Linked DNA regions of Mus musculus: region 1 is linked to region 2. A link is a contact called in public promoter capture Hi-C data. All regions are on one chromosome and are shown on one strand. Each heading gives the region's core, a stretch centred on a gene start, on an enhancer-like site or on the middle of the called end of the contact. The rest is flanking DNA. Distances are from core to core; before and after follow the strand shown. Region 1 holds the start of Npbwr1 (neuropeptides B/W receptor 1). Region 2 overlaps Atp6v1h (ATPase, H+ transporting, lysosomal V1 subunit H).

The links. Promoter capture Hi-C pulls out the DNA fragments that hold promoters and counts their contacts.
Region 1: a promoter capture Hi-C map of embryonic stem cells shows a contact between it and region 2, with 4 times the contacts expected there. The contact joins the promoter of Npbwr1 here to the enhancer-like site in region 2. A contact is called at or near these places in 4 of 39 promoter capture datasets (cranial neural crest, embryonic stem cells, hippocampal neurons and 1 more), 1 of 484 Hi-C or Micro-C datasets (embryonic stem cells), 3 of 115 datasets of contacts at active chromatin or transcription factors (embryonic stem cells and stem cell-derived neural progenitor cells) and 1 of 9 other capture datasets (embryonic stem cells).

The regions. Positions count from the first base shown.
Region 1 is chr1:5,915,719-5,922,004 of GRCm38.p6, reverse strand. It overlaps Npbwr1 (neuropeptides B/W receptor 1), which reads left to right and starts at 4,607. Exons shown (of 1, transcript NM_010342.1): 1 at 4,607-6,286. The coding sequence starts at 4,712. The coding sequence ends at 5,701.
Region 2 is chr1:5,131,684-5,138,146 of GRCm38.p6, reverse strand. It overlaps Atp6v1h (ATPase, H+ transporting, lysosomal V1 subunit H), which reads right to left. Exons shown (of 14, transcript NM_133826.5): 10 at 4,885-5,063; 11 at 2,210-2,335. Among named protein-coding and RNA genes, the nearest start is that of Atp6v1h, 52 kb to the right of the region's middle. Within about 2 kb of position 3,871, at least 9 of the 459 cell types and tissues checked have an H3K27ac peak or open chromatin away from gene starts, as enhancers often do. A contact at or near this core is called in embryonic stem cells, where this site is marked.

The DNA.
Region 1 (6,286 bases), core at 3,358-5,857, 780 kb before region 2:
AAAGACATAGCTACTGGTGTTCAGACTACAAACTTTCGCAGTCACTGTGGAAAGCAGTGTGGTGGTTTCTCAGGAAGATGGGAATTGATCTGCTTCAAGATACTACTCTTGGGCCTATTCCCAAAAGACACTTTATCCTACCACAAAGACATTTGCTCAACCATGTTCATTGCTTCTCTATCAAAAATTAAAAAAACACTGATATCTATTAATGGATCAACAGATAAAAAATGTGGTACATTCATTCAATAGAATACTAGCAATTCAGCTATTAAAAAATAAAATCATGAAATTTTTAGGTAAATATATTGGGTTAGAAAAAAAATCAGGGGCCGGAGAAATGGTTTAGCAGTTAAGAATACTGAATGGCTTGTGCTGTAAGATCAAGAATCGATAAATGGGACCTCATAAAATTGCAAAGCTTCTGCAAAGCAAAAGACACTGTCAATAAGACAAAAAGGCCACCAACAGATTGGGAAAGGATCTTTACCTATCCCAAATCGGATAGGGGACTAATATCCAATATATATAAAGAACTCAAGAAGGTGGACTCCAGAAAATCAAATAACCCCATTAAAAAATGGGACTCAGAGCTGAACAAAGAATTCTCACCTGAGGAATACTGAATGGCAGAGAAGCACCTGAAAAAAATGTTCAACATCCTTATTCATCAGGGAAATGCAAATCAAAACAACACTGAGATTCCACTTCACTCCAGTCAGAATGGCTAAGATCAAAAACTCAGGTGACAGCAGATGCTGGCGAGGATGTGGAGAAAGACGAACACTCCTCCATTGTTGGTGGGATTGCAAGCTTGTACAACCACTCTGGAAATCAGTCTGGCGGTTCCTCAGAAAATTGGACATAGTACTGCCAGAGGATCCCGCAATACCTCTCCTGGGCATATATCCAGAAGATGTCCCAACCGGTAAGAAGAACACATGCTCCACTATGTTCATAGAAGCCTTGTTTATAATAGCCAGAAGCTGGAAAGAACCCAGATGCCCCTCAACAGAGGAATGGATACAGAAAATGTGGTACATTTACACAATAGAATACTACTCAGCTATTAAAAAATGAATTTATGAAATTCCTAGGCAAATGGATGGACCTGGAGGGTATCATCCTGAGTGAAGTAACCCAATCACAAAGGAACTCACACAATATGTACTCACTGATAAGTGGATATTAGCCCAGAAACTTAGGATACCCAAGATATAAGATACAACTTGCCAAACGCATGAAATTCAAGAAGAATGAAGACCAAAGTGTGGACACTTTACCCTTTCTTAGAAATGGGAACAAAACACCCATGGAAGGAGTTACAGAGACAAAATTTGGAGCTGTGACGAAAGAATGGACCATCTAGTGATTGCCATATGAAGGGATCCATCCCATAATCAGCTTCCAAATGCTGACACCATTGCATACACTAGCAAGATTTTGCTGAAAGGACCCAGATATAGCTGTCTCTTGTGAGACTATGCCGGGGCCTAGCAAACACAGAAGTGGATGATCACAGTCAGCTATTGGATGGGTCACACGGCCCCCAATGGAGGAGCTAGAGAAAGTACCCAAGGAGCTAAAGGGAACTGCAACCCTATAGGTGGAACAACAATATGAACTAACCAGTACCCGGGAGCTCTTGTCTTTAGCTGCATATGTATCAAAAGATGGCCTAGTCGGCCATCACTGCAAAGAGAGGCCCATTGGACTTGCAAACTTTATATGCCCCAGTACAGGGGAACACCAGGGCCAAAAAGGGGGAATGGGTGGGTAGGGGATTGGGGGGTTGGGTATGGGGGACCTTTGGGATAGCATTGAAAATGTAAACGAGGAAAATACCTAATAATTAAAAAAAAAAAAAAAGAATACTGACTGATCTTCCAAATTCTGTGTTTAAATCTCAGCAACCACATGGTGGCTCACAACCATCCAGAATGAGATCTGACACCCTCCTCTGGTTTGTCTAAAGATAACTACAGTGCACTTACATATATATATCAATAAATAAAATTTAAAAAATAAGAACACAGAAAAAAAATCATCATCATCCCGAGTGAGGAAACCCAGAACCAGAAAGATAAATATGGTATGTATTCATTATTATATTAGCATATAAGTCAATGATAACCAAGGTACAATCAGCAGAATCCTAGTGGATAGGCATAGAGGAAGGAGGTGGAGGGAGCAGATATATCTCTTTAGGGAAGGGAAGTAGAATAGATAATTTTAGATGGATAGGGGTGGTAGAATGAGAGGATCAAGGAAGGGCATAAGTGGTTGTGGGAGGGAATACAGTAAGAGGAGATTAAAATTAAGGAGCATTTGTATAGAAACCTAATACAATAGAAATTTCCTAAAATACATATATATATATGAAGACAATCTAAACAAAATAAGCAAATACTGGGGAAGAGAGAGTTCCAATTGGCCATCTCTTGTCATGAAACAAAACTTCTAGTACCAGGATTGGATTACATCTAATTGAGATTTTGGCCAAAGGTGTCACATGGAAATTCCCAAACAACCTAGGCTATTGCCAAGACTATGGATTGCTCTTCATAAACCAAGAGCAAGGTCCCATTGCTGAGGGCAACACTACATAACTCCTTGAACATGGAGATGTCATGAGGTGCCTAAATAAAGCATCCACATCTGTGTTCTAGTGTCTTTGGTACAAGAAGGTACTCTGAATGCTACCAAAAGAGAAATATAAAGGTCAAACCACAAAACCTTTGATCTACAATGGTGTAATGTTTGTGAGCAATGCTAGGGCAACAGTGGCACAAAGGTTGTGGTGGTAATAAACTAATAACTGATTTACTTAAGGCCCATTCTAAGAGATGCAACCCATACCTAACCCTGCTTGGTTGACCAAGAATCAGACACTAGATAGTTCAGGGGCGTGAGGTAAAACCAAATAATACTTGTCTGAAATATGTAGCAATAAAAATGACTCAATGATAATCTGCTATATAGAATTTTGCTCCTGCTACAGGGAGGGAGGGGGAATGAGGGAGAGGGAGAGAAAGAGAGAAAGAGAGAGGGTGAGGGAGCACTTAGGTCTAAGTGGGATGCCTCCTCCATTCAGAACTCAGGAAAACAGGCAGAAGGAGTCTTTATATACCTTAGTTATATGCACACAGACTGTGCAGGTTTGTACCATGTCCTCATCAAATATATTCTAGCTTCTAGATTAGTGTTTTTGTGCGATTTCTGGGTGTGCAAATGAGAGAGTCTCTAAATCCTTCTCTTGGATTTGTTTCCTTCTATTGATTCATCCTGTCCAACTTTAATGTGACAGTTTTTGCTTTATATTTTGTTTTGTTATATTTTCTAAAATGAATATGAATGCACTAATGAAAACCCAGTCACTAGAGGAAGGGTTAACAACTAAATTGTCAATTATACCTGCTGTAAAAGGGGGAATTAGTTTTCTCCAATACAGTGATATTGGATTTATCAACTCTTCCAGGGCAGGACTCATGTTCAAGAATAGTTGATCAACATTTAATGATCTCCACAGTTTTGCTTTTGTATGTTTATGGTTTTATTTGATTACAGTTTAGTGGGTTTTTTTCTCTCTCTGTTTAGGTGTTTCTTTATTTTATTTTCTTGGATTTGGGAGTTTTTGTTGTGTTTGGTTTTGTTCTTGTTTGTTTTGAGAAAGAGCTTAAAGTTGGGTGGGTAGAGAGAGGATCTAGACGACTTGGGGTAGGGGAAGACTACGATCAAAATAAATTTAATTTTAACATTGATTTAAATAATGATACATATAATAAAGAAATAAAACATGTTATGGGAACCTCATCTCCAACTGTTCTTCAAAAACAGGATATTATTTTTTTTAACTTTGTCATTCTTAGTTTTAGTTTCTGACAGGTGAGCTTTTTATAATTCCAGATGAACTGAATTAAAACAGCAGGAAGGCAGCAAAGAAGTCTTTTGAGGAAGGGGGCGCTGTTTTCTGTTAGATCAGAGGATTTTTCTAGGAGTGGAGTGGGAAAGGGTGACAGGTTGACTGAGCCGCGCTTCCTGTACTTCAGGTTCTTGGGAGAACTCCTGGAGAGTCCAGCAGTAGTCTCTGGGCAGACAACAGGAGACAGACTAGGCTGGCAGGCATCTCATTGCTGCTGCAGCGTCCTCCAGCAGACAGTGGGTTCCTCCCTGACCTCCCCAGGAAACTCAGATCTTTGCTGGGACTCGCCAGGTAAGATAAAGATTGCTGTTGCAAGTCCTATTATCTAGCGTGCTCGGAAACACACCTCTGCTGAATTCGCCGGTGTGACCTCAGTGTGAATTCCTTAAGCTCTAAAACAGGGGATTGGGTGCATTTACGGTTTCCTAGGAGTCAAGTGGCTTCTGCATAGCACTTTGATGTATTCAGTGGACTGGAATCTGATTTCCACAGGTGGAGAGAAGAGCTTGGGACACTGTAGCTACTTTCTATGGACCTCATTTCTCCTTAAAGCTATACCTCCAGAAATGTAAGCTGTGTTTTCAATTCTGTCTCCAGCCTTGGAGTCCCGGCGTCAGCGAGCTTAGTAGCAGCGGGGAACGCCCCCTCCGGTGCGCATCCAGAGAAAAGCTGTGACACTCAGGCAGTGCCTGGGTGCAGATCCCTGTAAACGTGGGCGCATAAACCTCGAGTTTCGCGGGGCTGCTGAGTGGAATCCTGGTGGTCGCCTGCTCTCCAGCCCTCTCCAAGATGCATAACTTAACGCTTTTCGAGTCTGGAGGGGACAACGTGTCTTGCGGCGGCTCATCTTTGGGCTGTCCCAACGGGTCCAGCCTGGCTCCTCTGCCGCTGCCGCAGCCACTGGCGGTAGCAGTGCCTGTCGTCTACGGGGTAATTTGCGCCGTGGGACTGGCTGGCAACTCTGCGGTGCTGTACGTACTGCTGCGCACGCCGCGCATGAAGACTGTCACCAACGTGTTCATCCTCAACCTGGCTATCGCCGATGAGCTCTTCACCCTCGTGCTGCCCATCAACATCGCGGACTTCCTGCTGAGGCGCTGGCCCTTCGGGGAGGTCATGTGCAAGCTCATTGTAGCCGTCGACCAGTACAACACTTTCTCTAGCCTCTACTTCCTCGCCGTCATGAGCGCCGACCGATACCTGGTGGTTCTGGCCACAGCAGAGTCGCGCCGGGTGTCCGGGCGCACTTACGGTGCAGCGCGTGCTGTCAGTCTGGCGGTGTGGGCGCTGGTGACGCTGGTCGTGCTGCCCTTTGCGGTATTCGCTCGGCTGGACGAGGAGCAGGGTCGGCGCCAGTGCGTGCTGGTCTTCCCGCAGCCCGAGGCCTTCTGGTGGCGTGCCAGCCGTCTCTACACACTAGTATTGGGCTTTGCCATCCCGGTGACCACCATCTGTGCTCTCTATACCACTCTGCTCTGCCGACTGCGTGCTATCCAGCTAGATAGCCACGCCAAGGCCCTGGATCGTGCCAAGAAGCGCGTGACCTTGTTGGTGGCGGCGATTCTGGCTGTGTGCCTCCTCTGCTGGACGCCTTATCACCTGAGTACCATAGTGGCCCTCACCACCGACCTCCCGCAAACGCCGCTGGTCATCGGCATCTCTTACTTCATCACCAGCCTGAGCTATGCTAACAGCTGCCTCAACCCTTTCCTCTATGCCTTCCTGGACGACAGCTTCCGCAGAAGCCTCCGGCAATTGGTGTCATGCCGTTCAGCCTGATGCCCTTTCCACCTCTTTCCACCGCAGGCAGCACTGCCAGCTGGGTTCAGGAGAATTCCGGGACTGTGGTTCCCAAGTGCAGCCCGAAATCCTGAGGCCCATTCCAGGCATTCAGTACCACAGGCCCTACCCAGGACTGATACCACAGGCCCTAACCAGGACTGATCCGGGATTTGCCCGGCCTTGAGGTGAGGCTGGTGTGTAGCATGCCTGAGGACAGCTTGGGCCAGGGCACCTTACTATTTTGTCCCCACAGCTGAGGGCAGGGCTTGACACCTGAACGTAGGGTAAATGGTGGGGCAGTGTTGTTGGAACGTGATTTTAATTCTCTCTCTATTTCACTGTGAGTAGGCTCCTAGGATGTCCCAGGCATCTCTTCCTCAGCGTTAAGTCTGTGTATTTTGTTTCTTTGCTTTCCACCACGGATGACCTCCCTGGTAAACAGCCTGGCCTGATGCTTCTTAGGAACACTCTAACTGCCTGGCCACGCCTCACTGGAGATGTGTGTGTGTGTGTGTGTGTGTGTGTGTGTGTGTTAGAGTGGAGGTGTGGTGGTGTGGAGGTGTGGTGGTGTGGTGGTGTGGT
Region 2 (6,463 bases), core at 2,622-5,121:
TGCCTCAAGCAAAATATATGAAAATATATGTTCCCATATCAACTTGTACAGTAAGTACTACTAGTGGAATCAAGCTTGTGCATTAAAATAATCAACAGTCTTGTATGTACACTGGAGTACTATTCATCTATATGAAGGAATACGTACTCACAAGCGCTTCAACTTGGATGAACCATGAATACACGGTTAAATGAAAGATACCAGTATCCAAAGGACAAAAAGAACATGATGGGGAGAAAGGGATTTGTACAAAGGAGATAGGTGAGTTAGAGATGAGAGGGAAAAAAGACAGGGTGATGGTATGAGCAATCAGAATGCACTAAATATGTACAAAATTTGTCAGATATTTAATAGAAGATTTTAAAGACAAATAGATTCTTACATTTACATAAGATTTCTGTAATAACCAAATTCATAGAAACATAAAACAGACGAAAGGTTAGTTAAGGCTAAACAAATGAGTTGTATGGAAAGGTAATAACTAGGGGCACTGAAATATCTTTTTGAAGTAACAAAAATGTTTCAAAACTTTGATTACTAGAAGTCCTACACTATTGTAAATATACTAAAAATTCACTGAATTATATTTTTAATAGATTATAGTATATAAATATTTCAATTCAAAAGGAAGGAATATACATTTAGTCATGTTATCATGAGAGAACAAAGCTACAGAACCCAAACGGAAATGCTATTTTGGTCTTTTAATTGTGTGTGCATACAAGCCCAGAGACCAGAGACAGCCATATGGGTATCTTTCTCTTATCACTCTCTGCCTTATTCCCTTAACAATCTTTCACTGAACATAGACTTGCTGAGCTTTTGTTTTGTTTTGTTTTGTTTTGTTTTGTTTTGTTTTGTTGGCTACATTGTCTGCTGGTAAGTTCTAGGAATCTTCCTGTCGGTCCACCCTGCCACCCCTGATCACACCACAATGGAGGTTAAAGGTGCATGGACCACACCCAGCTTTTTATGTATGTGCTAGGGATACTAATGGCTGTGCGGCAAGCACCACTTGTAGCCATTGAGTCAGACCCCTAACCTAAGAAGTACAATTTTCAATTAGATATTACATAAAGGGTAAATGTTGATTTCTACTTCACAACCATAATTCATGACCATAACTTTGGATACATTGGAGACCAAAATATAAGGTCAAACAACAAAGCTATGAATAAAATAGCATAAAAAGGTACCTTCGCCGGGCGTGGTGGCGCACACCTTTAGTCCCAGCACTCAAGAGGCAGAGGCAGGTGGATTTCTGAGTTTGAGGCCAGCCTGGTCTACAAAGAGAGTTCCAGGACAGCCAAGGCTATACAGAGAAACCCTGCCTTGAAAAACAAACAACAAAAACAAACAAACAAACAAAACAAAAAAAAGGTACCTTCATTGTGTAAATATCAATTAATAGGTTGTTTCAATGTAGAAACTGTTACATAATTAATTAATTAATTATTCATTGCCATAGCCAACCTTGGAAATACTATTTAGTAAGGATCTTCCAAAAGAGAAAGGAAGAGAAGAACAAGCAGGCAGAGATCCGTAACACACACTTGTAATTCCAGCATGTGGGAGGCTGAGTCAGGAGAACTGTCATGAGTTCCAGGTCAGGCCTAGGCTACAGGAAAAAAGGGGACACTGAGGAAAAGGGGAAAAGGAAAAAAAGAAGAAAGGAAAGAGAAAAACTTTTTTTTAAAAAAGATGGAATATAGCCTAGTGAGTAGAAAACTTACCTGGCAATGGTCTAGGTCCTAGGGTTAATCCCAGTACCACAGAAAAAAAGATCAAAACAAAAAAATACAAGGATATCTCTTTGCCCTTGGTAGGCAAAATCTTAACCAAGACAAAGAAAAGCACTAGCCATATACAGAAATATTAGGAGATTGACTCTTAAAATCAATAGCTTGTGTTTATCAAGATCACAGTTAAATAGTAAAATGGCATGAAACAAAAGGTAAAATAGTCTCAATGAATACATGACAAAAAATCATGCTCAGAATATCACATTCTCATTAAAAAAAAAGTTTATCAAATTGACAGGTACTTCTCTTGGAAAAGATTAACACCTAACTGATCAAAAGCATAAAAAGTATTCAACACATTACTTAGCAAGTAAACATAAATGAAAATGACAGAGCACCTAATAACAAAGCTAAATGTTAATGAAGATCTGTATAATTATAGAGCAGAACATGGGATCCTAACTTACTTCAAGAGTTCATAGTTCTTCTCATTCAACCTCACGGCATTTTCTCTCCAAAATTTCTCAGACTTGTGTACAGGGCTCCATTCCAATCTTCCAGATTTAAGTTCTGAACTGTATTCATCAAATGAGCTATAAAATTATTTTAAAATTCCAGTTATAAGAATCTAAGGGCTACTACAAAATTAAGCAAATTAAAATATGACTTAGTTACAAAGACTGAGTCTGGTCTTTATACACACTTAGAATCCCAGCACTCAAGAAGCAGAGGCAGGCAGACCTGTTAGTTCAAGGCCAACTTGATCTATGTACCCATTTCTAGGTCAGACAAGGCTACATAGTTAAGACCCTGTTTCAAAAAATAACAAGAATAACAACTACAATGACTCACTGCCCTCTAAATATTAACCACTACTATATAAACTTCAACAGTTTAATCACCAACAAATCATAGAAACTAAGGTCCAACATTGCCAAAGTTGAATGTTTGGTGTGAATATTAAAATCTTTACTTGCTACCAAAATCTTTATTCCCAATTAATATATGAATATGTATTCGTATATTTTAGAAAATAGACAATTTCTACCCTGAGAGTCATAGCAGTGTAATTTGCCAAGTCAGTAGATATATTATTGTAAATATATGTAAAAAGCAGATATCTTATTATATCACAAAACAGTATCACACATGTATTCATATAATACTAAGTATGACTATTAATATAAACATGACTTGTGGAAATAATCTTTCAAAATTAAAACAAAAATTCTATATGTTAACAAACTCAATACATTGTAATTCAAAACTCAGTAACTAAACTTGTATGTAACTTGGTTGTTTTTAAGTGTGGTTTATTTACTGTGGGTGGATTTGTCAACTTGATTTGAAGTTTCTGGTGTGAATGTTAAACGGCCCATTTAGTCTCATCTTTAACACTTGGTCCCTAGGTAGGGGTGCGGTCTGAGATGACTGTGGGATCTTTACAAGGTGGAGTCTTGGAAGAAGTAGGTTACTGAAGATGTACCTAGAGGCTTTTCAGATTCAAATTTCCTGTTCACTGTCTGCTTTCTGAATGCAGATGTAATGTGACCCACCAGACGCCTGTTGCTGCCTTCCCAAGTCGTTCTCATCATTGACTTTCTTATCCCTTGACAACTGTAAGCTAACATAAATAAATACTTTCTTCCTTAAATTGCTTTTGTCAGGGTATTTTATTACTTTATCACAGCAACAAGAAAGCAATGAAGACAAGGCACAAAGATGTGTGCATTTTTAAATGGCACTCATCCCTATGCTGGGTCCTGGACTGCATAAGGAGGAGAAAGTGACAGAAGCACAACCATTCATCCTTTCCTATTTCCTGACTGCAGATACAATATGATCAGCTGTCACAAGCTCCAGCCACCATAACCTCTACACCAGAAAAGAAGGCACACACTCTGGAACTGAGTTAAAATAAACAAACTTTTATCCTTTGTCAGGAAATTTTATTACAGGAATTGATTGACCAGCCTGACTCCAACTTAAGGATGGACCATTTTTGTTATAAGATTAGGTAAGTTCATTTCTTTGTACAGCAAAATTCAAGTTGACTGTGCTTTAGCCTGTTGCTGGAATCTGACATGACCCCCACCCTCTGGAGTTTGATTCATACCTTGAATGTACCCAGATGCTAAGATGTTCTGCCAAATCATTCTGCAATGTTCAGCCAAGCTCTGGTGTAACCAAAATCCCTCTGGAAATCTCCCAACCCCTGAAAATTCCCTAGCCTTGTAGTTTTTTAGACTATATAAAGCCTACTTTTCCTATGTTAAATGCTATTTTTTTTTTTCAAACCCTGCTTTAGGAAGTTAGCCATGTCTGACAGAAAATAAAGCTTGCTTAATTTGGCCAAAGATTTTGGGTAATGATCTTTACTCTCATTTGCTGGGATTAACACTACTGACATTCAGTGTGAGTAGCAGAATGAGAAAAATAGCTAATAGAGCCACTAAACAGACTGTATCAAGACATGCTTGGACTTACTTTCAAGTAAAATTTTAAAAGATGGAACCATTAATGTTGACAGACAATTCAGTTTAACCAGGATAGAGAGGGTACATTGACAAGAATATCCTGTTTGAATAGTTACTTAATGCAGACAAGTGAGTTTAAGTAAACTAGCATTTTTAAATAATCATATCCTAAGCCTAATAATGAAAACAGATATACATATGATATGATAAAATATACATATCACTCAACTAGTATTCTATAAAGAATGATAGGAATCTCTCCAAGTAAGAATAGCCAAATGCTCTAAGCTACAGTTAACAATGTAGAATGTTTCAGCAGAAAACAGAATTTGTAGGAAAATATGATTTTCATACTTTGTAATCAATTCAAAGTTTCTTTAAAAGTTATATAACCAACCACACACACCAATAGTGTCCAACCACTAAAGAGACTGAGGCAGAATCACTTCTGTCCAGGAGTTCAAGGTCAAACAAATCTCAAGAGATTTAGTATATGGCAATTTTAAAAAGCATGTTAATGCCAGGACAGGTGGTACACATCTTTAGCCCAGCAGAGGTGGCAGATCTCTGAGTTCCAAGTCTACACAGGGAGTTCCTGGGCAGCCAGGGCTACAGAATGAGCTATCACAAGTAATTATGTGACAATGATGAAGATGATAACACACCTAAGGTCCTGGACACTCTCACCAAGTTTTTCCAAAAGAAATTTGATGTCTTCACTGATATCTTCATCATCATACTTCTGCTGCTCCAAATTCTCCAACTGTTTCAGTACTTTGCATTGAATCATAGCCAGAGCATACTCTTGGCGAGTTTCTCTTTCCGTTGATTTTTCTAAGAAATTCTGAGTTAGACAAAGAGACATGAAGAAAGTACATGATATTTGCAAACATCCATACTTCTTTACACCTTTCTTTGAGTTTCCCATTTAACCAGTACTCCACTCTGGAAATCAATCTAGCGGTTCCTTAGAAAATTGGACATAGTACTACCGGAGGATCCAGCAATACCTCTTCTGGGCATATATCCAGAAGATGTCCCAACCGGTATGAAGGACACATGCTCCACTATGTTCATAGCAGCCTTATTTATAATAGCCAGAAGCTGGAAAGAACCCAGATGCCCCTCAACAGAGGAATGGATACAGAAAATGTGGTACATTTACACAATGGAGTACTATTCAGCTATTAAAAAGAATGAATTTATGAAATTCCTAGGCAAATGGATGGACCTGGAGGGCATCATCCTGAGCAAGGTAACCCAATCACAAAGGAACTCACACAATATGTACTCACTGATAAGTGGATACTAGCCCAAAACTTAGTATACCCAAGATATAAGATACAATTTGTCAAATGCATGAAACTCTAGAAGAATGAAGACCAAAGTATGGACACTGTGCCCCTTCTTAGAATTGAGAACAAAACACCCATGGAAGGAGTTACAGAGACAAAGTTTGGAGCTGCGACAAAAGGATGGACCATCTAGAGACTGACTGCCTTATCTAGGGATCCACCCCATAATCAGCTTCCAAACGCTGACACCATTGCATACACTAGCAAGATTTTGCTGAAAGGACCCAGATATAGCTGTCTCTTGTGAGACTATGCAGGGGCCTAGCAAACACATAAGTGGATGCTCACAGTCAGCTATTGGATGGATCACAGGGCCTCCAATGGAGGAGCTAGAGAACATATCCAAGGAGCTAAAGAGATCTGCAACCCTGTAGGTACAACAACATTATGAACTAACCAGTACCCCGGAGCTCTTGACTCTAGCTGCATATGTATCAAAAGATGGCCTAGTCGGCCATCACTGGAAAGAGAGGCCCATCAGACACACAAACTTTATATGCACCAGTACAGGGGAACGCCAGGGCCAAAAAAATGAGAATGGGTGGGTAGGGAAGTGGGGGGGAGGGTATGGGGGACTTTTGGGATAGCATTGGAAATGTCATTGAGGAAAATACGTAATAAGTAAATAAATAAATAAATAAATAAAAGGTGACTATCTATAATCATACAATCAGAAACCTACCTCTGAATATGAAATACCTCTGTTTAAATCTGAAATGTCCTCCAAAGTTTACTATTACATAGTTTAGCTGCCAGCCTATAGTATTTTTGTGACATGGTAGAATTATTAGGAGATGCAATCTCCTTGAAGAAGTCAGCTCAGTCACTGTCTCCCCAGGTTCCCATGTCCCCTTCCAGGTTTACCCTAGTGAGTCCCCTTACCTCCACA